5 separate regions of the Mus musculus genome follow, and regions 2, 3, 4 and 5 are each linked to region 1. A link is a contact called in public Hi-C and promoter capture Hi-C data. All regions are on one chromosome and are shown on one strand. Each heading gives the region's core, a stretch centred on a gene start, on an enhancer-like site or on the middle of the called end of the contact. The rest is flanking DNA. Distances are from core to core; before and after follow the strand shown. Region 1 holds the start of Galnt7 (polypeptide N-acetylgalactosaminyltransferase 7). Region 2 holds the start of Cbr4 (carbonyl reductase 4). Region 3 holds the start of Nek1 (NIMA (never in mitosis gene a)-related expressed kinase 1). Region 4 holds the start of Hpf1 (histone PARylation factor 1). Region 5 holds the start of Spcs3 (signal peptidase complex subunit 3 homolog (S. cerevisiae)).

What was found. Promoter capture Hi-C pulls out the DNA fragments that hold promoters and counts their contacts. Hi-C and Micro-C count contacts between places; a contact is called where the count stands out from the background.
Region 2: a contact with region 1 is called in a Hi-C map of B cells, with 7 read pairs. The contact joins the promoter of Cbr4 here to the promoter of Galnt7 in region 1. A contact is called at or near these places in 1 of 39 promoter capture datasets (pre-B cells) and 1 of 484 Hi-C or Micro-C datasets (B cells).
Region 3: a contact with region 1 is called in a Hi-C map of pre-B cells, with 6 times the contacts expected there. The contact joins the promoter of Nek1 here to the promoter of Galnt7 in region 1. A contact is called at or near these places in 1 of 39 promoter capture datasets (pre-B cells) and 1 of 484 Hi-C or Micro-C datasets (pre-B cells).
Region 4: a contact with region 1 is called in a promoter capture Hi-C map of pre-B cells. The contact joins the promoter of Hpf1 here to the promoter of Galnt7 in region 1. A contact is called at or near these places in 2 of 39 promoter capture datasets (the C10 cell line and pre-B cells).
Region 5: a promoter capture Hi-C map of pre-B cells shows a contact between it and region 1. The contact joins the promoter of Spcs3 here to the promoter of Galnt7 in region 1. A contact is called at or near these places in 2 of 39 promoter capture datasets (liver and pre-B cells) and 3 of 484 Hi-C or Micro-C datasets (CD4 T cells, CD8 T cells and regulatory T cells).

Annotation. Positions count from the first base shown.
Region 1 is chr8:57,650,116-57,654,870 of GRCm38.p6, forward strand. It overlaps Galnt7 (polypeptide N-acetylgalactosaminyltransferase 7), which reads right to left and starts at 2,940. Exons shown (of 12, transcript NM_144731.4): 1 at 2,738-2,940. The coding sequence starts at 2,863. It overlaps AW046200 (expressed sequence AW046200), which reads left to right and starts at 1,638. Exons shown (of 4, transcript NR_040698.1): 1 at 1,638-1,872.
Region 2 is chr8:61,485,198-61,489,952 of GRCm38.p6, forward strand. Cbr4 (carbonyl reductase 4) reads left to right here and starts at 2,537. Exons shown (of 5, transcript NM_145595.2): 1 at 2,537-2,793; 2 at 4,743-4,755. The coding sequence starts at 2,652.
Region 3 is chr8:60,990,347-60,995,101 of GRCm38.p6, forward strand. It overlaps Nek1 (NIMA (never in mitosis gene a)-related expressed kinase 1), which reads left to right and starts at 2,847. Exons shown (of 33, transcript NM_175089.4): 1 at 2,847-3,417.
Region 4 is chr8:60,888,299-60,893,053 of GRCm38.p6, forward strand. Hpf1 (histone PARylation factor 1) reads left to right here and starts at 2,130. Exons shown (of 8, transcript NM_028299.3): 1 at 2,130-2,238. The coding sequence starts at 2,191.
Region 5 is chr8:54,527,207-54,531,961 of GRCm38.p6, forward strand. Spcs3 (signal peptidase complex subunit 3 homolog (S. cerevisiae)) reads right to left here and starts at 2,792. Exons shown (of 5, transcript NM_029701.1): 1 at 2,557-2,792; 2 at 1,136-1,209. The coding sequence starts at 2,699.

The sequences.
Region 1 (4,755 bases), core at 1,690-4,189:
GGCACTCTACACATCTAGCATGGTGATACACGACTGCACTTTAATCCCTGCACTCAAGAGGTAAAGGCCGCAGGATCAGAAGTCTAAGGTCATCTTCAGACAGACTGGAAAGGTAAGGATATTTAAAATATCATTCAGCTTTGACAAACGCCAAGAGGCTCAGAAGAGGGAATTTTTGTCTTCACCTCACTGCTCTACAAAATTAAAGCAAAGACATCTTCAAAGTGCTCTTTACTTCCTGTAATAACAACTGTTCAAGACAGAAGCGGTCCTGAGTGGACGGAGCCACGGGCCTATCTGGTGGAAGCAGAGGCAGAACTTTCCTTCTGGAGGGATCAAAGAGGCCACATATAGAACCCACATCCAAGAAAGAGAAGCAGGTCCTCATAAAAGACCTGCAACCTCAACGGAAAAGTACCACAAGGTAGAGGAAAAACCCAGGACTCTGGGACTCAGCATCCCAATCGGCCCTAACTCTCCCCTAGCACTGGGTCTCAAGAACCCACAGGTTCCTTTTAATCAGAGGGAAGAGGCAGTCTTTAATGAACAAACACTCTTATGACATCTGACACCTAAATCGCTTTAGATTACTATTTGCTCGTAAGTTATTAATGCCCCCTGATACCTGAGCATTCTTTTTAATACAATGCTAGTAAATCTTGAAAAATCTTTGTCTATCTTGGGCAAAATACAGAAATGACAAGTTATACTAGGTCCATTGGCAAACTTATCAAATAAATTGTACAAAAAAATTAAGTTATGCTCACTTTATAGACAGTAAGGTGGGCACTATAGTTTATTATATATCAACACTAATAAACTACCTAGAAAGAAGTTATGATGCACCCCAACTTCTTTTTCCAACTTTTTGAGACTAGAGTCTCCTATAGGCCTAGCTGTCCTTGAACTTATATATGACCTTCTTCAGCTCCCCAAATGCTGGGATTACTGGCAGGCGCCACCGTGCTGGGTCCAATCATGGCTTTAAAAGGATCAGAACTACAGGACATTTTGAACATAACTAGTTATAGCAGGTTTTCAATTTCCTTCTCAGAAAAATGGGGCTTAGGATTTTCAGCATCATATAATGCCTCTTATATAAAAGAGCAGTTCATGACTTGAAAAAATCAATTTCAATATTCATCTCATCAAATCAGTTTGAGAGCAAAAATATACAAAAAAAAAATCACTCCAAACACAGTGAAAAGGAAAAAAAAATTCATCAATTTAGACTTTGGTGAGACTCCACTTCAGTAAGGCCAGCCCCAAATGCAGCAATTTACAGATTAAGTTGTGTGTGTCATAAGCATCAACTGAAGAGCCCTACTCTTGGAAGGTCGTCACAAGCTTTTCCCCTCAACTTCCTGACGCTAACTTTCCAAAAGTAAAATTAATAAAGTAGATTATGTAGCTGCAACGCTGATTTTGCAGAAGGCACTTTCTTAAGAGACTCCTCCCACGGCTGCTCAGCGTCTGTGTCCAGAACTCCTAGTGTCTCCCACTTCTTCTGAGTCTAACCTGGACTCGAGGTTGTGGGGCTTGGAGGGCTCGGGGATGAGGAACTCCGGGGGAGCAGGGGGTGTAACGGTTCACCAAGCTGAGGGGGTGGGGGTTAAGCTGGGGAGGTGCGAAGCAGTTCGCGCCGCCAACTGCCGGGGCGAGCGTAGCGCAGTGGCCGGATCCCGGTAACTAAAGTTCCGAGAAGCCTGACTAAACCCTCAAAGCCGGGACTGTCAAGACTAACGCCGGCGCCGAGGGCGGCAGACGGATGCGTCCCAGCGGAGCGCGCCTCTCGGCGTCAGGCTGATGGAACAGGCAGCGAGGGGCGGCCAGGAGCCGGCACAAGTTAGGTCCTCGGCCGGAGCAGCCCAGGTAGGGCCGGGGGACTGGAGCCCGCTCCGGATCCGCAGGACGAGGGAGCACAGCGGGCGACCGGGGCTCCCAGGCGCCCCGGTGCAGGGACGCCGATCCGGGTGGGGACGTGTCTCTCCCCTGTCCGGGAATCGAAGGGACAAGGGGTGCGGGGCGAGGCCTCAGCTACACGTTGCACCCGGCTCCCGGCCACGGGAGTTGCGGAGAGGCGGCGCCGTGGGCTGGAGCCCGAGGCGGACAGGCTAGGGGCGCCCCCGCGGCGAGCACCCGGACTGGGCGGGGACCACAGGAGAGGCTGGACCGCGGGGCCTGCTCCACCGGACCACGGCGGCGGCGCCGGCATCTCGCCTCCTTCAGGCCTGCACGCGCCACAGGCCGCAGCTCGGACCAACCCCGCGCCCGCCTGCCGCCAGCGCGGGGGTCGTAGCCCCGAGTCGGACGCCGAGCAGCCTCGGCTCCGGGGAGCCGACTCTGTCCTGCGATTCCGCCCCGGCAGTCCCGGCGTTGGAGCGGCCGCCTATAGCCGCCACCACGGCCGCCGCGGCGGCCGCGGTAGCGGCAGCAGCAGCAGTAGCGCGGGTGACGGCGCTGAACCCGGGGCGGGGACGCGCGGGAGGAAGGGGCGGCCAGGGGGCGGGCCGGCGGCGGCCGAGGGGTACCCGCGGCGTAGGGCTAGGCGCCCCCGATCGGCCGGCGCCGGGCCAGCGCCACCTGCGGAGCTGCGGCGCCCACGCGGCCGCGACCCCGCCGCCCCTTGCTCCCGCCACATACACACACACACACACACACACACACACTCACGCGCGCGCGCAAAAAAACAAGTTGCAGGTCGCCTCTGCCGGAGGGGGCCAGGCGGGTCACTCACCCTCATCCTGCTCAGTGGGCTCTGGTCGTCGGGCCGCGAGGACAGGGAAGACCAGAGGACCACGAGCCCCAGGAAGCTTCCCACCACCAGCAAACTGCGTAAGATGAACCCGATCTTCAGCCTCATCTTCCTCCGGCGGCGAGAGACACACAGCCCGGCGCAGCCGCCGCCACCGCTCTCCCCTCCCTCCTTCCCCCTCCCCCGGCCCTCCTCCTCCTCCTCCTCCTTCCCCCCCCCCCCCCCCCCGGATCACTACGCCCGCCGCCCTCCCCACCGCCTGCCCTCTCCAGCACCAGATCCGGAACTCCCCTCGGCTTTACCTTCCCCTGGCTCGCCCCTCCGCCCCCTCCCCGCGCCTGCCTCTGCACTGCTCTGCCGCACCCCCTCCCCTCCGCCGGCCTCCGCAGAGCTCCGACCGGCCGGCGTGTGTAGCTTTCCAGGCTTCCCTTCTCTCTACCTGCCCGCTCTAGCTCCGCAGTACCCCCTTCCTCCACCCGCGACCGCGAGAACCCACCCCCCACCACCCGCGAGTCCCTAGTAACCTTGGAACTAACTTAACACTTTCCCCCAGGTCTGGTCTTAGCCTTTGCCCTAAGGCTCCGCTTCCTAAAGCTTGCAGATCCCCAAACTTTTATTGTAATTAGGGACCAAAACTCTGTCCTTGACGCCCGTGCCCTGCCAGGATGCTGCCGCCCGGTGCCCCTCAGGTGGACCTGCAGACGCCCTAGGCTGCCCTGCCCTTCCCGACGCCCACTGCTCAATCTCCCCAGCCAGAGGCTTGCAGGAAGGAAACCAGGAAGTCAGCCACCGCTGCTGCAGCAGTAACTCCACGTGGCTGATTTATAGCTGTTTTTTTTTTTTTTAATCTTGTTTTTTCACAGGGCTCCTTAAGGAGGTGGATTTGTAATCGAAAGGCCCAGGTGAGATGTGCAAACACCACAGAACTAAAAGAGGACTCACTTGGAAAGGCAGTATTGCCTTCTCTCTTGGGCTAATTAGAAAGCCAAGTCGACTAGCTAATTCTCACTACGGTCCCTGTTAATGGACTTGCAAGTTCCTACTCTGGGGAAAGTGGATTTCGGGCTTTTAAAACGTTCCGTACATGCATCGTTGCTTCTCTCACAACTGACTTTTCCAGGAAAGGATATTGGCAAATGTTTAGCTACACGCCTCTCCCTTGTACATTGTGCCAAAGATGTCAATCACTTTAAATCACAGTCTGCAGTGTGTGCCATACCCCTAAACTACTCAATTTGTTGAACAAATGCTTTTCGGTAGCAGGTTTAAGGATGGCGTAAATTGACCTTTTTAATCCTAATATTGCCTTATCTGCATGTATTTTGCTTTCGAAACAAGTGAAACTTGGTTAAGTCTCCCCTAGTGATCAACAGTATATGCATTGTTATTCAGATATGGTTGTCCACTATTGAGAAGATGGAAAACTGACTGTGATTATGAGCATAGCTGGGAAGTAGCCCTCATCGCTGAAGTGATGGGAGCTCACCCAACTGCTGTTAGTAGTCTAAGATGACCTTGCCACCACAACTTGAAATATGCAAGGCCAAAAAGTTAGAAAATGATAACCAGGTATTCGGTTGTAAAAGCCGGTGTTCCTCTGAGTTCTTAACATTGTTTAAGTGAAACTGAAAGTATACCTTAAAATATACGATTTTCGCCACACTTGTTGGCAGTTAGCCTTTGTAGAGAACTCTTTAGAAAATGAGAAGCTATGTTAAATGATTGGGTCAGGAAAAAGTCACACTTAGCCTCTCTGAGCCTAGGGCCCTTATCTGCCAAAATCATGATTATAATACTTCATAGTATTGCCAAAAGAGATAATTGAGGCCAAGTGCACATGCAGATAATAAAATAAAGCACAGATAATACGAATAGGGTAAGTCTTGGTGATTATGGGTATAATTCTTGTGAACGCCGCAGCTATTACTGCATGTAGAGATTGCCACTCTGAGCTGTTTCCGACTTGTTGATCCTTGGGTTAGTGGTCCCTGAAGAGAGTA
Region 2 (4,755 bases), core at 1,287-3,786, 3.8 Mb after region 1:
AATCAAACTCAGGGCTGAAATCAACCAAATAGAAACAAACAAACAAACAAAAAAAAACTATCCAAAGAATCAACAAAACCAGGAACTGGCTCTTTATGAGAAAATCAACAAGATAAAGCCTTAGCCAGACTAACCAGAGGGCAGGGAGACAATATCCAAATTAATAAAATCATAAAATGGAGACATAACAATGAAATATATCTTAAAATAATTATTCTGTTTGTTGAATATTAAGAGTTGAAAATATTAAAATCATGTTCTATAAAAAAAAGAAAAACAAACAGACAAAAAACAAACAAACAAAAAAACCCCACAAGAAACATAGAGAAACATACAAGGAAATTTAGAAACCCCAAATTAGAAACCGCAATATACAAGCAAAAGAGTAGTAAGGTTTAAAAAAATTGTTCAAATGGGGCAAGATGAGACAAAAAAAAATTCCAAACATACCAGTGAGTTTCTTTGGTGTCAGCAGTTTACTGCTGGCCTTGGCCTTACCCTTTAGTGTAGTTTGTATATTCAATGAAAGTCTGCTGGAGCAAACTAATTTTCCTTTGCAAGCAGTTATTAATAGGAGGCAGCTTCTGGGTTAAGGCTGGAAATCCATGTCCACTTCTCCCTCTTGCTTGGACCCATTTGGCTTGGACCTGTGTAGGCTCTGTGCATGCTACTACAGTTTCTGAGTTGATATCTACATCAATCCTGGCGTCTAGAAGACACTTTCTCCTTAGTGTCTTTCTTCCCCTCTGGCTCTTACACTATTTCCACATCTTTGTTATAGATCCCTGAACCCTGAGCAGACGGGTTTAATGAAGATATCCCATTTAGAACATATAGTGAGTATCCCAACCTCTAACTCTCTGCACACTGTCCAGGTGTGGCTCTCTGTTAGTTCCCGTATACTGGAAGAGGAAGCTTCTCCGGTGAGGGCTGAGTATGACATTGACCAAGGGAAATAGCAGAATGTCATTTGGAGTCTTTTTTATTGCTACATTACTTCATCAGGACAGTGATATTTGTCGTAGGTACTTCCCCTAGGCCTATTTAGTCTCAGGTTTTTGGTCACCAAGTATTGACAGGCTTAGCTTCATGGGGTGGGCCTTAAATCCAGTCATGGTTTTTGCATAAACATTGTTTATGTAACCAACAACTATTGCATGGGCATGTCACATTCAGGGCAGATTGTCATTGTAGATCTAGGGGTGTTTAGTTGAGTTGGTATTTACCTTTCTTCTCTGACAACCAACATATTTGAAGATTGTCTCCAATACCCAGTGGAACACACACACACACACACACACACACACACTCACACCACTAGCTAGACTTGATGGGTTAAAAATATGTATGGCTTTGTTTTATTACAATGAAAAACTTCATAAAACATTGGAACATGGGATTTGTAGCAACATAAATCTGGTCATTCATGTTTTGCTTAATAAACTATATAGTATTCTCTTTAAGGTAAAAAAAAAAGAAAAAGAAAAACTTTAAAATTAATGTGCAACTTTTCTGGTAGGTCCCCACCCCTCCCCAATTTAGAAATCAATACTCAGACCCGGCTTTGCCAGCTTGCTGTGCCTTCAGTCCTCACTGGCCTTTTGATTTCTGGTGTTAATACAACTTTGTACTTTAATAAACAATTTAGCCCATTAGAGTTTTATGTGAGTTAGTCCTGTTGCTCCAGAATTCTCCCTACCTCCAATAGGGACTATGGTCTACTTTTTTATTTAGTACACTAATATTCTGTCAAGAAATGTTCTCTTTACACTAGAATGCTAACAAATCATGCCATTTATTTATTTATTTATTTATTTATTTATTTATTTATTTATTATCTGTTTATTTGGGAGGCATGGTTGAGACAGAGTTCTCTGTGCAGCCCTGGCTGTCCTGGAACTCTAGACCAATCTGGTCTTCAACTCAAGAGATTTACCTGCCTCTGCCTCCTTAGTGTGGGATTAAAAGCATGCACCACCATGCCCAGCTAACTTTTTCTTAAAAAAAAAAAAAAAAGCACTCAGGATATCTTATTTAGGAGTATAGGAACCCAATATTGCCAATAATGACCTAAGCTTGCTCTTTAATCTTTACTCTATTCTGATCAGTCGAAGAGCGTGGAGGCCCATACCTGTAGATGCCAGCAGCTCTGTGGAGGCTGAGGGAGGAGAATCATAGAGAATCTGAGGCCAGCCTGGGTAACATAGCAGGTCTTTTCCTCAAAAAGAGGAGTACAAGCATTTATTGAATCCCTCTACACAGTGTTCTTTCTTTGTTGCTGTCTTTGAGACAAGATCTCACTCTCTAGACCAGGCTGGCCTTGAACAGTGATGAGTGAACAGGCCTGAGCCACCACACACGGCTTGTGCTCTTTGACAGGACATTTACCCTCATAGAACTAACCAGGCTTGGGAATAGGCATCCAGCAGCAGTTACTAAAATGCTCACAAGTGCAAGAGAGTAAGGACTACAAGTCCCAGAATGCAATGCAACCCTCGAAGAGTCCGTGTGCACTGACGTCTAATCCTCGCGCCTTGTTTTGTGGCCTGGGTTGTCTGTTGAAAGGAGAGCATACTGGTTTTGTCAGTAGCTGTGTCTTTTATTACAAGTTCTGAGTCTCAGGGATCCATCTTGCTGGTCCGCGGTCCAAGATGGACAAAGTCTGTGCGGTTTTTGGAGGCTCCCGGGGGATCGGCAGGGCGGTAGCCCAGCTAATGGCCCAGAAGGGTTACCGTCTGGCGATCGTCTCCAGAAACCTGGAAGTGGCCAAAGTCACCGCCGGCGAGCTCGGCGGTATGTACCGGAAGTGTCCTCGCCGTGCGACCAAGGTGCAAGTCCTTGAGTTCCAGTCCACGGGCCCTGCCCATGTACCCGGGTTTGCGCCCCAGATCGCTCGTGCCCCATGACCAAACACTCACAGGGGCTCTCGCCTACTCCAGGCAGATTCTAAGGACCCCTGACAAGTAGTTGCCTTCCCCGCGGCCAGTGCTGATATTGAGAGCTGCCTTGCTCTGGCCTCTGGGAGGAGAGAATGGACGCGATTATACTGAAAGTAGAGAAGTCAGATACAAATGGCTAGATTGCATTTTGCTGAGAGCTCTTGCCCTTTGCGAAGGCACCCGACAGTATTTCAAAGAGAAACTCTTGATAAGTCAGGGTTGCTTCTCCAAGCCCATCAATGACTTTAGTAAGTTACTAATTTGTTTTCCCAGGCCCTTTGATTGTATTCCTATTCCAGCCCCCCCCCCCCCAACCCCAGGTTATTAACGGATTAGTCATTGCATTGCAAGTTTAAGTCTCGTTTGGAGAAGACAACTTGAAGAATGGAGAAAAATACATGTCACTATCAGGAAAGCATTGGGTATCTTGTAGGTCTAAGAGTGTCTGGTGCCGACTATATTTCTTTACTTATGTGGAAATAGCCTTGATATGTAACTCACACTGGCTTTGAACTTGTGGATCTCGTGTCTCAGCTTCCCAGTTGCTGAGATCTCCTTACTGTGATGGGACGGTGATGTCTTTAGTACAGAGTACACTCTGAACCTGCGGTGTGGTATCCAGCTTTCTCGGACATAGGGTCTCACTACGCAGCCTAGGTTTCCCTTGGATCAGGAGCTGGTCTCTGCCTCCTCCGTGCTGGGAACACAGGGGAACACATCTGTTCACCTTGGGTGTGAACACGAGCCTCAACACCTAGCCAGTCAGCATTGCTTCCAGTTTGCTAGATACTCCACCTTGCCCTGTGGTACTAGTTACCTGTTCTTCGGCTCTCCATCATATAGTTGGTTCATCTTGATGTATCCCTATCATAAATTGAGGAGCATATATATTAATATGGTAGCTTATCAGATAGGGAATATGTTTACTTTGAAGTCAGGGTTGCTTCCCCAAGCCCATCAGTGACTTCGTGAGTTTGGTGATAGGGATCAGGGAGTTCTATGGAGCCACCTCTCTTGTCCATGCTGGCCACAACCTTACAGTAGTAATCTCCTATCCCAAAGCTGAGACGGAAGGTATACACTACCATGCCCAGATTTAATTGCAGTTTTAAAAATCACATTTATTCATTTGGTTGGATGAGTACATCTATGTCATTGTGCACCTGAGGAACTCAGAGGACAGTCTGTTCTTTCCTTTCATTGTATGGGACCCAAAGGTTCAACCCAGATTGTTAGGCGTGGTGGAAAGTGCCCTTATCAAGTGAGCCATCTTGCTGGCCCTGACCACTTTTGTTTCTAGACTTTCCAAGCTTATTTCTTCTTAAGGGTTTGAGGTGTCACTCAGAATAGCCATGAACTTGTGAGTCCAGCAAGTGCCAACATTATGGGTAGCCAGGTACCCATAGTTCTTGTGTCTAAATCTCCCATTCAAGAAAACTCCAAAGTTAAAGTTAGATTTCGATAATGTTTTATTTTATGTACTTGCTGTATCCTAGAATTTGGCAGGCAGAGGCAAGATGAGCCTGAGTTTTGAAGTCAGTCTAGGCAACACAGTAAAACCTTATCTCAAAGCAAAACAAAAACAAAACACTCATACACAAGACGGAAAAAACAAACCTCATTATTTCTCCTTCACTTCCATCCACCCTGTCCTTTCATCGTGTGCTCTGAGGGCAGGAACCCATGACTGGCTGTCATTGCTCGGCCCAGCACAGGCTTGCTGAAGAGTCTAATCATAAAGCAAATAAATTCGAAATTCAAGTTAAGATTTAGAGGTAATTCTGATTTAACTTTGTTTTGTAGGAAACCACTTGGC
Region 3 (4,755 bases), core at 1,597-4,096, 3.3 Mb after region 1:
CATAACAGTTGAAATAACAGTCAGTAAAAAAAGATCCTGTTTAGCTTTTGAGTATTTCATTGTTTAAATATATTGTGATCTAAACAGTTTTTTGTAGACAATTACATTGGTTCTAAGTTATCTGGTTATAAACAATAAACGTACATTTCATATGTTCCTCTTTGGCTCCATTTTTCAAGATGTAAAATTCTACAGTCAAAGAGTGTACACATTGACAACATGCTTTTAGAAAGACTAGCAATTTATATTCCCATCAATAGCTGGACCACTGCCTAAAGCATTATCTTCAGATATAACTGAGTAGCCATTCTTCTTTTTTTCCTTTTTTTTATTACGTATTTTCTTCAATTACATTTCCAATGCTATCCCAAAAGCCCCCCCCCCCCCGACTCCCCTACCCACCCATTCCCATTTTTTGGCCCTGGCATTCCCCTGTACTGGGGCATATAACGTTTGCCTGACCAATGGGCCTCTCTTTCCAGTGATGGCCGACTAGGTCATCTTTTGATACATATGCAGCTAGAGTCAAGAGCTCTGGGGTACTGGTTAGTTCATAATGTTGTTCCTCCGATAGGATTGCAGATCTCTTTAGCTCCTTGGATACTTTCTCTAGCTCCTCCATTGGGGGCCCTGTGATCCATCCAATAGTTGACTGTGAGCATCCACTTCTGTGTTTGCTAGGCCCCGGCCTAGTCTCACAAGGGACAGCTATATCACCGTCCTTGCAACAAAAGCTTGCTAGTGTACGCAATGGTGTCATCGCTTGGAGGCTAATTATGGGATGGATCCCTGGATATCGCAGTCTCTAGATGGACCATCCTTTTGTCTCAGCTCCAAACTTTGTCTCTGTAACTCCTTCCATGGGTGATTGTTTCCAATTCTAAGAATGAGCAAAGTGTCCACACTTTGGTCTTTGTTCTTCTTCAGTTTCATATGTTTTACATATTGTACCTTATATCTCGCTATACTAAGTTTCTGGGTTAATATCCACTTATCAGTGCGTAGCCATTCTTTACGCAAGCAGCAAAAAAGTATTTGCTTAGATTAGCAGGTCGCAGTGATGCCCCCTCACTTTGCTGGATAGGGTTATGTGGGCAGAACTAGAGTTGTACATAGAAAAATTCCTGCCAGGTGGAGTTGGATGGAGCTAAAGATTAGAATTAAAAACATATGGGAAATAAGTCTCTTGTAGTTTCCTGGAGATTGAAGAGCTGAATCACGATGGGCGTGGTGGCGCACGCCTTTAATCCCAGCACTCTGGAGGCAGACGCAGGCGGATTTCTGAGTTCGAGGCCAGCCTGGTCTACAAAGTGATTTCCAGGACAGCCAGGACTATACAGAGAAACAAACAAACAAAAACCAAACAAACAAGAGCTGACTCTCAACATTTGTTTAATGTACTAGCTTAGGTAACTTGCAGTGTCACCATCTGGCAAAGAAGCCCTTAATCTGTCCATTTCCAAGCTGGAAAGAATTATAAGCTCCTGAACCTAGAAAAGTCGATTTGGGTGTGTGGGATGGGGAAAGGATGGAAAAGAGAAATCAACTGTCTACAGATCTTAGGCAAGGTCTATGCAGCCTCGGTAGTGTTCCATTCACACGAATGGAACAATGTGGACAGCAACTATGGCTGTATACAAAGACACTATCCTCTTCCTGCCTCAAGTATGGACTTCTAGAGTGCCATCCTCTAGCTCACTGAGTAGAGCTACTCGGGATGACACCAGGCTTGTTCTCAACTGTTTCAATTCCTGCATCGAATGATTTTTAGTCTACTGTACATCGTCAGTCCCTTCAGTATAAAGTGTATATACAGTAAACATAAAGGTGTAGGACACTGTAATGTAACTTTGTATTCTAAAAATTAAAGATAAAACTGCTTCGTTTAAGTTCACGAAGTAACTGTGGATATGTGCATAAGTTCAGGTCCCGGTGCTTGCAGAAGATGCTCCTGAAGTTGTTACAGGTGAGTTAACCAGACCAAGGTTTGCGTCCCAGAACCCTGGTCTTCTGTCTTCAGAGATGAGCTGTTTGAGCCATCCCTTAAAATAACTTTTTAAAGGGCATTGTACTTAAAGAAAAATTACTTGTAAATATTTGGCATCCTCAGTTAAGTAATGAGCGCTCAAATTAAAAGTACCTTATCTGTGTACCGTGTGGGAAAAAGTTGTTAATATGCTCTCTTCAGTCTGAGTCAGATTCCTGAGCGAAATTCCCGCCTTCACTCAGCCTAATTCTTTCCGGTTTTACTTTATTCTACCGACACCCGTCTTTCACATGCTCCTTTGAGCTTGGAGTACCTCACGCTCTCCCTTTGGTGCTTGGAGTTTTTAACTCTTGAAGTTGCTCCAGTCTCCACCTCCCCGCCCCCAGTCCCCGGTGCTTGCACCAATGCACTTGCCCAGTCCTTTCTCTAGTCCCAGTACTTCCTAGCTCTTTTGGCCCAAACATATTCCAATGGCCCCGCCCCTTGACGATGCCCCGCCCCATTCCCCCGTCCCCGATTCTGCCCTACCCATCCCCGGCTTGCTACGCTCCGCTCCCAAACCGCCCTTTTTAGCTTTTACCTACCACAGGCCCCCCACTCACTGCACCCTCTCCCTAGCCTCTCTCTCCTCTAGGCCGGCCTCTGGTCCTTCACGCTCCCCGCTAGCTCAGCTGCTGGCTGAGAGCCGGGTCCCACTAGCTTTCCTATTCCGTAACCCCGCCCTTCCCCGGAGCCCCGCCCCATCACTCTTAGTCCAGCCCCGCCCCGCACGTACAGTCCGTTCGCTTCGCCTGGCCCCGCCCCCCGCAGATCCCGGCTCCTCCCCTGCAGCGCCACAAGTCGGCTCCTGCGCGCTGACGTCACACGCCAGCGACAGTGACGCGAGGGCCGTTCCCCTCTCCTCAGCAGTAGCTCTATGGTTTCAGGGCGGCAACGTGCAGCGTCCTTACCTTGAGCCTGTGCAGTTGCCCTCACCCCGGAATCCATAGTCACTGTGACGAGGCGGGAGGACTTGGGCGACAGGTAGCCTCCCAGTCCCACACGCTGCGGGTCCGCGCCTGGCCAAGCCACCTCGACCTGTGAAGTTGGGGGCGGTACCCAGCAACTCCCCCTGTGCAGCCGCCGTTTCCAAGGGGTCAGGAACCGCTGTGTTTGTTTCGTCCGCGTAGCCAGGGCGGGTCGCGGAGTACTGTGCCTGACCCGACGGTGGCAAGTCTGACGCGTCAGCCAGAGACCGGTGCCCGGTGTAGGAGTCGCAGCCTGGGCTGTGAGCGGCTGCTGGGTAGACAGACTTGCTTTCTCTTACAGCATGTCATTTCCAAAATGCATCGTGGTGCTTCTGCCTTAAGTCCTATAGGAAGACACTGCCGCCACTAGACCGGTGCTTATGGTCGCCACTGTTATTCTGACTCAGGTCCCGTGTCATTGAGGTGAGTTGCGCGTGGGAAAGCAGTGACAGGCAGACAAGCAGAATGGTGAACTCACCGGGAGTGAGGAGACCTGTATAGATCTGTGGAGTGCATGGATACTCGCCTTAAGTGTTTGCGCCTAAAGCACCTTCTCCTTAAGTTGTTAATGGGGAGGACTTGTGTATGGCTCAAGGCAATTCTTTGGTATTCTAAAAAGATAACGCTCTCTTAAGAGACGATAAACTAATCTAAGTAGATGATAAGTCACTTAAATAGATTAGATTAGATGCCTGTATATTTTAATGAGAAAAATAGCAGTTAACTGGTTACCCTAAAGCTTTCCATGGTTTGACACAATTTCCACGTGTAAAGTATTAAAAGTTTTGCCACTTTAATAATTCAGTGTAACTTTGGGAAGGGGTCTTGGGGATTGGATGACAGGAACTCATTTTTGCTAGGCAGGTGATCTGCCACTGAGTTATATACCCTGCCCAATGTTTTATTCTTCCCTGTAAGATCTCCCTAGAAGCAGAAATATTTTTACTGCCTACATAAATCACATCGGAAATGTTTGTGAAGGCTTAAAAGCCCTAGTCCATCTGAGCTTTCACGGTGATGGGCTTTGCTTATGCTGCAGTAAGTGGAGGTGATGGGCAGCAGCCAGATGGAAAAAGAAGCAGTTCTTTGTTTCTAGTTTCTAGGATCTAGAGGTCTACATTTAAAATGGCCTCTTGTTCTGGTGAAACCAGAGTAACAGATTTTGTGGGGAAACTGGTTTTTACACTGAAAAAGAAAGTCTGTCAGAAATCTGATGAAGGCTGTGGGACTTAACCACAGTTCTTTTGAGGTCGTGTTACTAATGCATTGGCACTGTATTCCAAGTAGGTTTTACCCTTCTAGAATCGTGGACATGATAGCTTTTCAACAGAGGAAGTTTCTTTTTGCTTGTTGATAGTTTCTACTATAAACTCCTTGGGTATTGTCTAAATATATTTACCAAGAAGAAAACACATACTTAAAAAATATTAGCAATTCTTTATTTTTTTTCTAGAGATTCCTCATAATGAAAAAAATAGAGAATTTTCCTTTCTTGGAAAACACATTGACCGTTTTCTACAATTCAGGTTGTCTCTATTGTTTTGGAAGAACCGTGTGTATAGATTTTGCCTGCAGACAGTACCAGAAGACCTCTTGGCATCTGTTAGAAGTAGGCCTCACCTATTCCTAATGTTTCCCTTTGGAATAACCTATCCATCAAATATCTGAAAGAGCTAATGCTTAATCTCTGTCAGTGTTTTCCTAACTGATGGAGATGCAGTTTAAAATTCCTGTACTCTGAAACTTTTAATATGTGGTTCA
Region 4 (4,755 bases), core at 880-3,379, 3.2 Mb after region 1:
AAAAGATATTACATTTGCATTATAAGAAGAAATAAGCCCTTTCCTCTCCACCATGAAGGGAAGTCAGGGCAGGAACTCAGGAACTCACACTGAAACCTGGAGGCAATAGTTGAAGCAGAGACCACGGTGGAGCACGGGGCTTGCTTTCATGCCTGGTCCAGTCTGCTTTCTGATAGGACCTAGGACCACCTGCCCAGGGGTACCAAAGCCCTCGGGGTGCTGGGTCCTCCCACATCAATCATTAATCAAGAAAATGCCTCACAGACTTGCCTACAGGCAATGTGATAAAGGCATTTTCCCAATTGAGGTTCTTCCCAGGTGACCCTAGGTCAACTTGACCAAAACAAACAAACAAACCAAACCAACAAACAAAAAAAAAAGATAAAACAAAAATAAATGAAACAAATAAATAAAAACAAAAACAAAACAGGATAAGAAAGAGATGTGCTTTAATGTCTTTTTGTAAAAAAAATCTATATTTGATAGAGATTTTGAAATTACATTGTTCAAATAATGTAATTTATAACCAGCCTCAAAGATTAAAGTTTTAAAATTAAATGTAAAAAGAATGGATTCGCTTATTTTAAAGAATCTCGTTTTGTAAATGAGATTATAAAGTAGTTTAAGAGGTGCACTGGTTAGGATTGTGAATGAGATAAAGGTTAGTATGAAAGGTCATATGGAAACAAACATTCTAATCCCAAGTATGGGTTATTGGCTGTTTTCCACACTCTTGTTTCAAACAGCTCTCTAAAGACTTTAGCCTATATTATCACAGTCTTTTCAAGTATTGTTAGGTGTGCTGAAATTCTTTCAGCTGGTGTGAAACATGTACCAGATGAGTACATGAGTGGGGTAGGAGGAGGATGGAGGGAGTGCGACCTTTAGGTCTTTTATTTTCTCTTTCACTCCCGCCCCAGTTACAGCAAGGGAGCAGCTGTGCCCCTGGTTTGAAGTGCTCCTCAAAACCGGAGGAGAAGGCTCAGTGGTGAAGAGTAATACACTGCCCTTGCAGGACACCCACGTCGAGTGGCTCACTGCCACTTATAACTCTATCTCCAGAGAATCCGATGCCTTTTTTTTGCCATCTGTGGGACACGCGCTCACACACACACACACACACACACACACACACACACACACACAAATCTACAAATCTACACTCATATAACTAAAAATAAAATAAGTTTAAAACCAAGGATATGTTCCACAAAATGAGAGTATACAAATTGTGAATAAGGAAGAGAAGGGGAAGGTGGTGGAGGAGTGTGTCTTCCAAACTGTGTTCTTCCTGAGAGTCAGATTCTGATTTTTAAGCTCTGGGTAGAGCCTGACAGTGTGCCTTTTTAAACTGGCTCGGGGTGCTGCAGCTGCTCGTGGTACAGGGCTTACACTAAGCATAGCCAAGATTTGTAAAAACAAAAACAAAAAACGAATTGTATTAGGAATGAAGAACAGAGAAATGAGAAGAGAGAGAGAGAGAGAGAGAGAGAGAGAGAGAGAGAGAGAAAGAGAGAGAGAGAGGATGTGAAGATAAAGGGAAGGAAATGGAGGGAGGTAAAGAAAAGAGAAAAGATAGGTTTACTTAGTGTTAGACAATAGTGCAATAGGAAGGGAAAGGGAAGCCGGGCGGTGGTGGTGCACGCCTTTAATCCCAGCACTCGGGAGGCAGAGGCAGGCGGATTTCTGAGTCAGGACAGCCAGGACTACACAGAGAAACCCTGTCTCGGAAAAAAAAAAAAAAAAAAAAAAAAAAGAGAGAAAGGGATGGAGTGCAAAAAATTAATTCTTTAAATGAGTAGAAACAAAGAAAACGAAAAGGCTGAAGTGAGGCAGCATCTTAAAGCTATCTCTCTTGAGCATATGAGGACGAAGTTTATCGCTCCTTAAGAACCCAAATTCAATAGTCATATAGTCTAGGTTCTAGCGCACGCTGGCGCTAGGCAATGGGCGGGGCCCCGGATGTAGCTCAGGGGGCGGTGCTTGCGTTCGGGGGGGCGGGGCCACCCCAGGTCTGCGGACCGGGCCTTGCGTCCTCCTCCGTCTCAGGGGGCGGAGCCTGGTCTCTAAATTGGCGCCTCTGAGTGGCTAAGCGGCAGCTCGGATTGGCGGCTTTTGAACCCGGAAGCACTAGCGGGCGCTCGGAAGCGGCAGGAGCGCGGGCCTTGGCTCGCTCGCTGCGGCTGCGGGATGGTTGGCGGTGGCGGGAAGCGCCGGACGGCCGGGGCGGGACCGCAGGTAGGCGAGGCGGGATGCGCTGGGTATGGGGACGCTATGGGCCGTGGAGGAGCCGAGGGCCGCCCTGCGGGGCAATGGCCCGGGGAAGTCGTTCCTTTCCAGCGCCAGCCCAGTTCCCACGAAGCTCTGCAGCCAGCGGACGGACCATTCATTCATTCATTCATTCACTCACTCACTCACTCACTCACTCACTCACTCACTCATTCACTTACTAACCAGCTGATGGAAACTGGAGGAGCTGCCAGGGCGGCGAGGCACACGCGAACAAACATTTCACCTTTCGTTTTTTTTTTTGCTTGGGGTTAACGCAGGTGTGTAAAAGAAAATGCTGGAATTAACAAGCCCTGGAGTTATTAAAGACTTTTGTTTAAGACAGTCTCTATGTTGTAGCCCCGGCTGTCCTGGAACTTGATATGTAGATCAGAACTCAATATGTAGCCTCCAAATCACAGAGACCCTCTTGCCTCTGCCTCCAGGACACGAACCACCACTGCCCGGCTACTTTGGTAGCCTGACCTGGAAGTGTAAGGGATACGGGTTCTCAGATGAGTGATAGATTGGCCAGTCTGGACTCTTACATGATTTCATGGGTTCCTTAAGCATACAGTAGCTAATGGGAGAAGTTAAGCAGGGAAACGAACGTTTAACAAAAGTGACACCAGCTATGTTTTAAACTGGGTAGGGTGAGGCGATTGCTAAGGCTTAACGGCCAGTGGATGGCGAACATAGGTATTATTCTCGTTGTGTTGTGTTTTCTCACAACACCAAGTTAAAAATGTGGTTTAAAGAGAACAGCCTTGTCAGGCAGAAGCAATAAGACCAAAAGTTCAGTGTCCTCCTCAGTTACATTACAAGTTCAAGACCAGCCTGGGTTACAATAGACCTGTCTTAAACAAAGTCCAGCTTGATGACGTAGAGAGTAATAGTACTGATGACTTGAATTCAGTCCCTGAAGTCATGTGGAGTTAGGGAAGGGGACAATGTGACCAAATACGTTGTATGTAAAACCACTCCCACAGTTCTGCATCTACCCATTTGGGTGCCTTTTCCTTTTTGCCTAAGCATTTCCTGCCGCTTCTAGTCACTGTGGCTATCACCCTGAAGTTGGAGTTACCCTTGCCTTCTTGTAGAGTTTGTTGTTTCCTTAAAAAGCTTTTATGGTACATCTTGTCTTAGTCAGTATTCTACTGCTGTGAAGAGACACCATGACCATTAAAAAAAAAAAAAAGTGCCTAGCTGGGGCTTGATTACAGTTTTAGAGGTTCGGTCCACTATCACCACGGCTGGAAGCGTGGTAGCAGGCAGGCAGGTATGCTGCAGGAGAAGCAGAGAGTTCTACATCTAGACTGGAAGGCAGCAGGAAGGGAGAGACTCTGGGCGTGGAATGGGCTTTTTGAAACCTCAAAGTCTTATCTATCCCCTAGTGACACACTTCCTCCACCAAGGCCACAGTTCCTAGTCCTTCCCAGTACTGCCATTCCTTGGTGTACTCAAATTTATAAGTGCTATTCTGTTTAAAACCACCACACATCTATCTAATCTTGGGGGGTTTTCTTAATTGAACATCATACAAAGATTGAGCCATGTTGTCTAACTGTACTTCTCTTTCTTTCATTTAGTTACTGTTCCCCAGTGTTTGAAAGCCCTGTAACTATCTATTTTCCTGTTGGCTGGCATTTCAACCTCCTAAGGACAGTGCTGTCAAAAACAATTCTTACCCGATGCCTGACTTGTACATACAGTGTGTAGGCTTGGAATGACAGTTACCAATACATATGGTTGGACCCCTGAGAACATGTAGTTATCAACACCTGGGTGAGAAATGCCGACTCTAGCGGCACTGGCTTGCTGAGGGCAGCTCTCCCGCGCACTGGGCGGCGTTGAGCTGTATCCCTTAGCCTCTGCAGCACTAGGTGCCGCTGGTCCTGCTGCGGGTAGAATGTGCCGAGTTTCGCCTGGATTCAGAACCACAAGGATCTAAGTTCCCAGAAAGAAAGAGATTGTACTTAGAAAACAAGACAGATACGCAAAGTAAGCAAGTTGCCTTGGTAGCACTGAGCCAGTTTCCAATAGCATCCTTTAACCTTTAATTTGCATGGGTGCTAGAGATGCAAATCTTAGCATTACAAAGCCTTTTCCGAAAGACATGGTTTTTAGCTCAGAGGATATTCCCATATTGATCCTTAACTATACCATACCTCTCCTCTCTTTTTGTTTGGAATGTCAAAAGGAAGTTATCTGGTTTTAAGTGGAAGGGTAGTAATGATTGTGGTAAGTAGTGCAGACCTAACTATGGTTGGAGTTCCTGAAAAAACAGCTTTTTTCCCCCATTATTTATGTTTTAGGTTAGAATACAAAGAAATTGGTCTCATCCTGGCTTACTCATGCATATGTGCCATTGTACATTCGTTTTGTTTGTTCTTAAAGATGTATCCGACGATGGCTTTGCTCAGGCAGTCCTCTTAAGTGCTATGGTTGCTGGGTAATAACATGACAGGTGTGTGCCCTTGTACTTAA
Region 5 (4,755 bases), core at 1,542-4,041, 3.1 Mb before region 1:
TCTAATTTTAAAGTATACCCACTACCAGTTATTGTTCAGAATAGAGACGTCTACAGCAGTTCTTTACAAACGAAAAGGACAATTTCAAATATGAGGAGATATTAAGAAAATCCTGAACAAACTATAAGACTGATAGTGTATAAACACAATAAGGAGTTTCCAATCTCAAATCTGGCCCCTTCCTTTGGAGTGCTGGGGTTATAGGCATGCCCCACAAGCCAGTTTTATGCAGTGCTGGGGATAGAAATCAGGACTCGTAGATGCACACTAGGCAAGAACTCTACCCAATGAGTTACACTCCCAGTGGCTTAATGTGGTTTTCTAGAATACAAAATACTACTTCCATCTCTGCCTAAGATCCTTCTCATCTAAGATTTTAAAAGGGCATGAAAATTTAAACACAAATTTTTAAGATTTTTCTGATGGCATCTGTATTTCCACAAAAGGAACATTTTAAACTAATTCCTACTTTATACCTGAATCCAATAATTTGCTTAATTAAAAACTGCAAATAGTTTAAGGAAGAACAGCTGGTAAACCAGTCAGACATATGCTTTGGTCAGCTGCTTTATACAACAGTCTCCTTAACCAATGATTAATAATAATAATGATGATGATACACTGCCAGGATTACAACCTGTGGCCCTAAAGGAGACTAAGGTTGCCGAGACGTCAATCTGGTGAAGACAGAGACACAAGATAAAGAGAAAATAACTCATCCTGGCTGATCAAAGAAGCTTCATTAGGCTCCATCTGACCAGACAGACAGGTGATAAAACGCTGACATAAGTTGTCATCAGTGGCCCTCTGAACAAACCACTGCAGATGCAACGTCCTTTGAAACATAGGAGGTGTTTGTTTGTTTTCTCTCCTAAGAGATGAGAGATTATTTGAGATTGAAAACAGGCTATTTCTGGGCAGGCTGAGCTCTGGCGAGTTTTTCCTTCTCTAACCAAAATGATTTAACTGTATCTTTTCTTTCCTACCTTCAACTTGCTGTTTAAACGAAGACTTAAGATATACGCACATGACTCCCAGGCTGGGGTGGAGTCATACTCCCTCTTCCCCTTCTCCTACACTCGCATCTCATTTCAAATGTACAGAAAAGGCAATGCCAGGCTTTCTTGAAGGATATCAGCTGTTATATCAAATGTGATGAATCCCAGGTCACTTCTTTCTCTAGGGCCCGTGAAGTCTTCTACATTTTTTCTAGAAGTAAAGATAAAAGTTTTACCATCCCTCACAGTATCACACTAAACGTACACAACTTGAAACAGGAAGGGCTCCTTGTGTGCAGAAGTCACACCCAAGTTTAACAGCGAAATCGTAAACTTAAGAGTAAGCTTTTGTCTGAAAATAAATATTATAATTCAATACAAGAGAAGGCAGTCAGTGGTTTTCATCTGCCTAACGAGGAGCCCTGAGAGAACACAAGGGAAGAGAAAAAAATAAAACTAAAAAGAAAAACGGAAACACAAATACTTTATGCGGAGCAGGCCACAAGATAATCTGGAACGCAGCACCTGATTATAAGCACATGCCATATGTCAGAGCCAACATGCACTTTCCACAATTATCTGAAATCCATACAACAATCCTTCCAGTGACTTTCTTCACTTACAACAAATGTTAACACCTGCGACTGCAAGAAACCTGTTTAAGATCACAATGTTTAATATGTTTCAAGTTTATCTAGGTCACCACAGAAGGTGATGGCAGGGCCGGTATCTAAGCTACGTCTATTTAAATCACCAATAGTACCTAACAAAAAGTGTTGGGGATAAAAATGAAAAATCAAAAGCAGCAGCAGTAGTAAGAGGAGACACTTACTGGTGATTCTGACAAACAAATTAGTAAACCAAGGCTAAAAGAACGGGCAGATTGTAGAGGACAGTTCACACAGAGCATACAGGAATTAAAACCACTGCGTGAAAGATAAAAGTGCCAGAAAAATGGAGGGAAATGCTATAAATAAAACAGGCAGTACGGGAAAAGAACAGTCATTTCGAAATTCTATTTTTAATGTCTCCTAAGACTTATTCAGGTTGCTGGCTAAAGAATGACGTTAAAAATAACAAGAAACTGGGATGTTTAAACCGCCCCTGTGCATCCTGCACATCCTAACTTCAAGGCAGCAGCTGCCAAGTAGTGTGTCCACGAGGGACAGACAGACGTCTTCAGGGACTGTCAAAGAGAACCAACTGGGGCTGGACGTGACACCAGAGCCACCCACCGAGGCGCCTGGATGGACACCCAGGCCAGGGGGGACTGGGGACTGGCTGAGGTCCCCACGCGCGCTTGCAGGCGGGGAGGCGCCGGGCGGAAGCGCGGGTGTGGGTGTGCTGTTGTGTTGCTCCCTCATTGGCCCGGGTGGGTGAGGGACGTGCAGAACAGGAAGGAAGGGGAGCGCTGACCCAGGCCACTCGGGAGACGACCGCGCAGGGCTGGGGTCTGAGGGCCCCGGGACGCGCGTCCGCGGAGTGGACGGCCCGCGGCGAAGCCCTCGGGGACCGCGCACACAGCCCCGGGCGGGGCCGGCCGGCCGGCCGCACTCACAGCATGATCCGCGAGACGTGCAGCCGCACTGGGACGCTCCTGTCTTTGAAGGCGGTGGTGATGAAGCAGCCGAAGGTGAGCGCCGCCATCACGCTCAGCGAGAAGGCGAACAGGGAGTTCGCGCGCGACAGGACGGTGTTCATCGTGGCGACCTTTCCCTCCCGGGCCCCGGCTCCCACACTCGCACTTCAGGCTCTGCTTCCCGCGGCCGACCAGTCCCCGCCCACCCGCGCATCGGGTGCGCACGTCCCGCCCCGCCCCCTTTCCGGTCCTCCGACGGGAGCGCGCACGCTCCCACACCCTCTGGGTCCCACCCACTGGGCGGCCGTGCACGCGCCGGAAGGCGGTGCTTTCAGTGAATCCGCCAATCATCAAAGAGCACGGGGGTTGGGCTTTGCCACGGGGGTGTGGGGGGAGACCCGCCTCCTCCACTGCTCAGTTGTTCCATGGCCTCTGTGGCTTGGTAGGGAAGTAGCATTTTGCGAGTTGACCTTCAGTTAAGTTTATAGGGACAGCGGCCCCTTAACTGTTCTGTGGTAGTCACTTTTCAAAACGCGTGGTCCCAGCTCACCTCTATCAAAGCTGGTAAAGTTGGACATTTTTGGAAAGGAGGAAAAATGAAATCAATCAGGCACCTAAATAGCAGTCAGGGACACCAGTGTTGGTATGCAGCCTTCGCACTAGACAATTAGTCAAATCCCTGTTGCTTTGCTTTCAACAGAGAACCGAACCTCTACTTAAGTTACGTGTTTTATACCACAATCCCAAATATTTCCACTTATCCAAAATAGGTTGTTGTACAACAGCTGCTGTAAACCATGAAACGGTGTTAATGAGAAACTGATATTGATTAAACTCCTCTCAGTCATTACCATGCAATTAATTTTCATACAGCATACAGGCAGGATCATTAAGAATTGCCTAGTGCATATTCTAGGCCTCGAATGGAGAGTGTAACAGAATAGACCCTGGCTCAAATAGAATAGAGCCAATAAATGAAATATGTAGCAGTTATAGTCAGAGTGGTCTTTAGATGTGTTTAAAACCTTGGTTATTCAATCTCTCGGGTAGCCACACTGTATTCAGTGAAGGAAGGTTTTAATAAATAGTTACTGTGCTGCAAGTGAGACACAAAAGTATATTGATCACTTTGTATAAACCCTACTGAGGTTTATAACTGAGTAAAGTTATCAAAATCAAAGCAGCAGCTTAAATTATAAAACAGGTATAAATACTGAGGGATGCTACATAGTGCTAGAGACAAAATGAGGAAGCCATGTATGTGGTGAGACAGAACAAATCAACCCACACACTACCTAGTATTATTACTATAGAGTAACTTAGAGAAAGGATGCCTCTTGTTACAGATGATGAGTGCCAGGATACATGCTATGAAATATACTGAACACTTAGAGGTATATGTAAGACACACCCAATAATCTGTTCCCAGTAGGTAAAGAAGTACCTGTGAAACAAAAGACTGAAGTGTACCTGGGAAAGTAATGGCCTGTTGGATGCTGTGGAGATATTTAATCTCAATTGGGGTCTTAACCCCACCTTTGATCATTCAGTTCCTGGATAAAAAGACACACACAACCTTTATATGTATATTAAACTCTAAGCAGCATAAAAGCTGGGCAGATATCCATCCTCTGTGGTATTAGAATCTACTTTCCTATCAATAACCCAGAGTTTTTACTTACTATGTTTCATGTGGGCTGCTTGTAACTCCAAGCCCACAGGGCCATGACTCCTAACCCTTGTTAACTTTCTCTTCCTCCTTTCCTCTTCTCTCTGCTTGTGCTTCTCCCAACAACAACAACACCCCCTCCCCCAGAGCCCGAGAACCATAAAACCTGCTTATGTCTCTTCTGCCCAGCTATTGGCTGTCAGTATCTTTATTCACCAATGAAATAACTTGGGGGCAAGGTCACACAGCTCACTAGGTTTAGACTCCCTCTTCTCCAAGTCTTGGGGACCCACACTTAGCATTACAATACAAGCAAATGGCCATACCTCAACAATTATAGAAAACCTGTCTGTGAATACTGTAGAGAAAAATGAAATCATGAACTTTGCACATAGTGATGCAACTAGAAAACATCATACCGAGGAAGGTAACCCAGACTCTGAAAGAGAAACTTCACATGTTTTTGTTGTTGTTGTTGTTGTTGTTTCTCATTGGATGCTCCTAGTTCC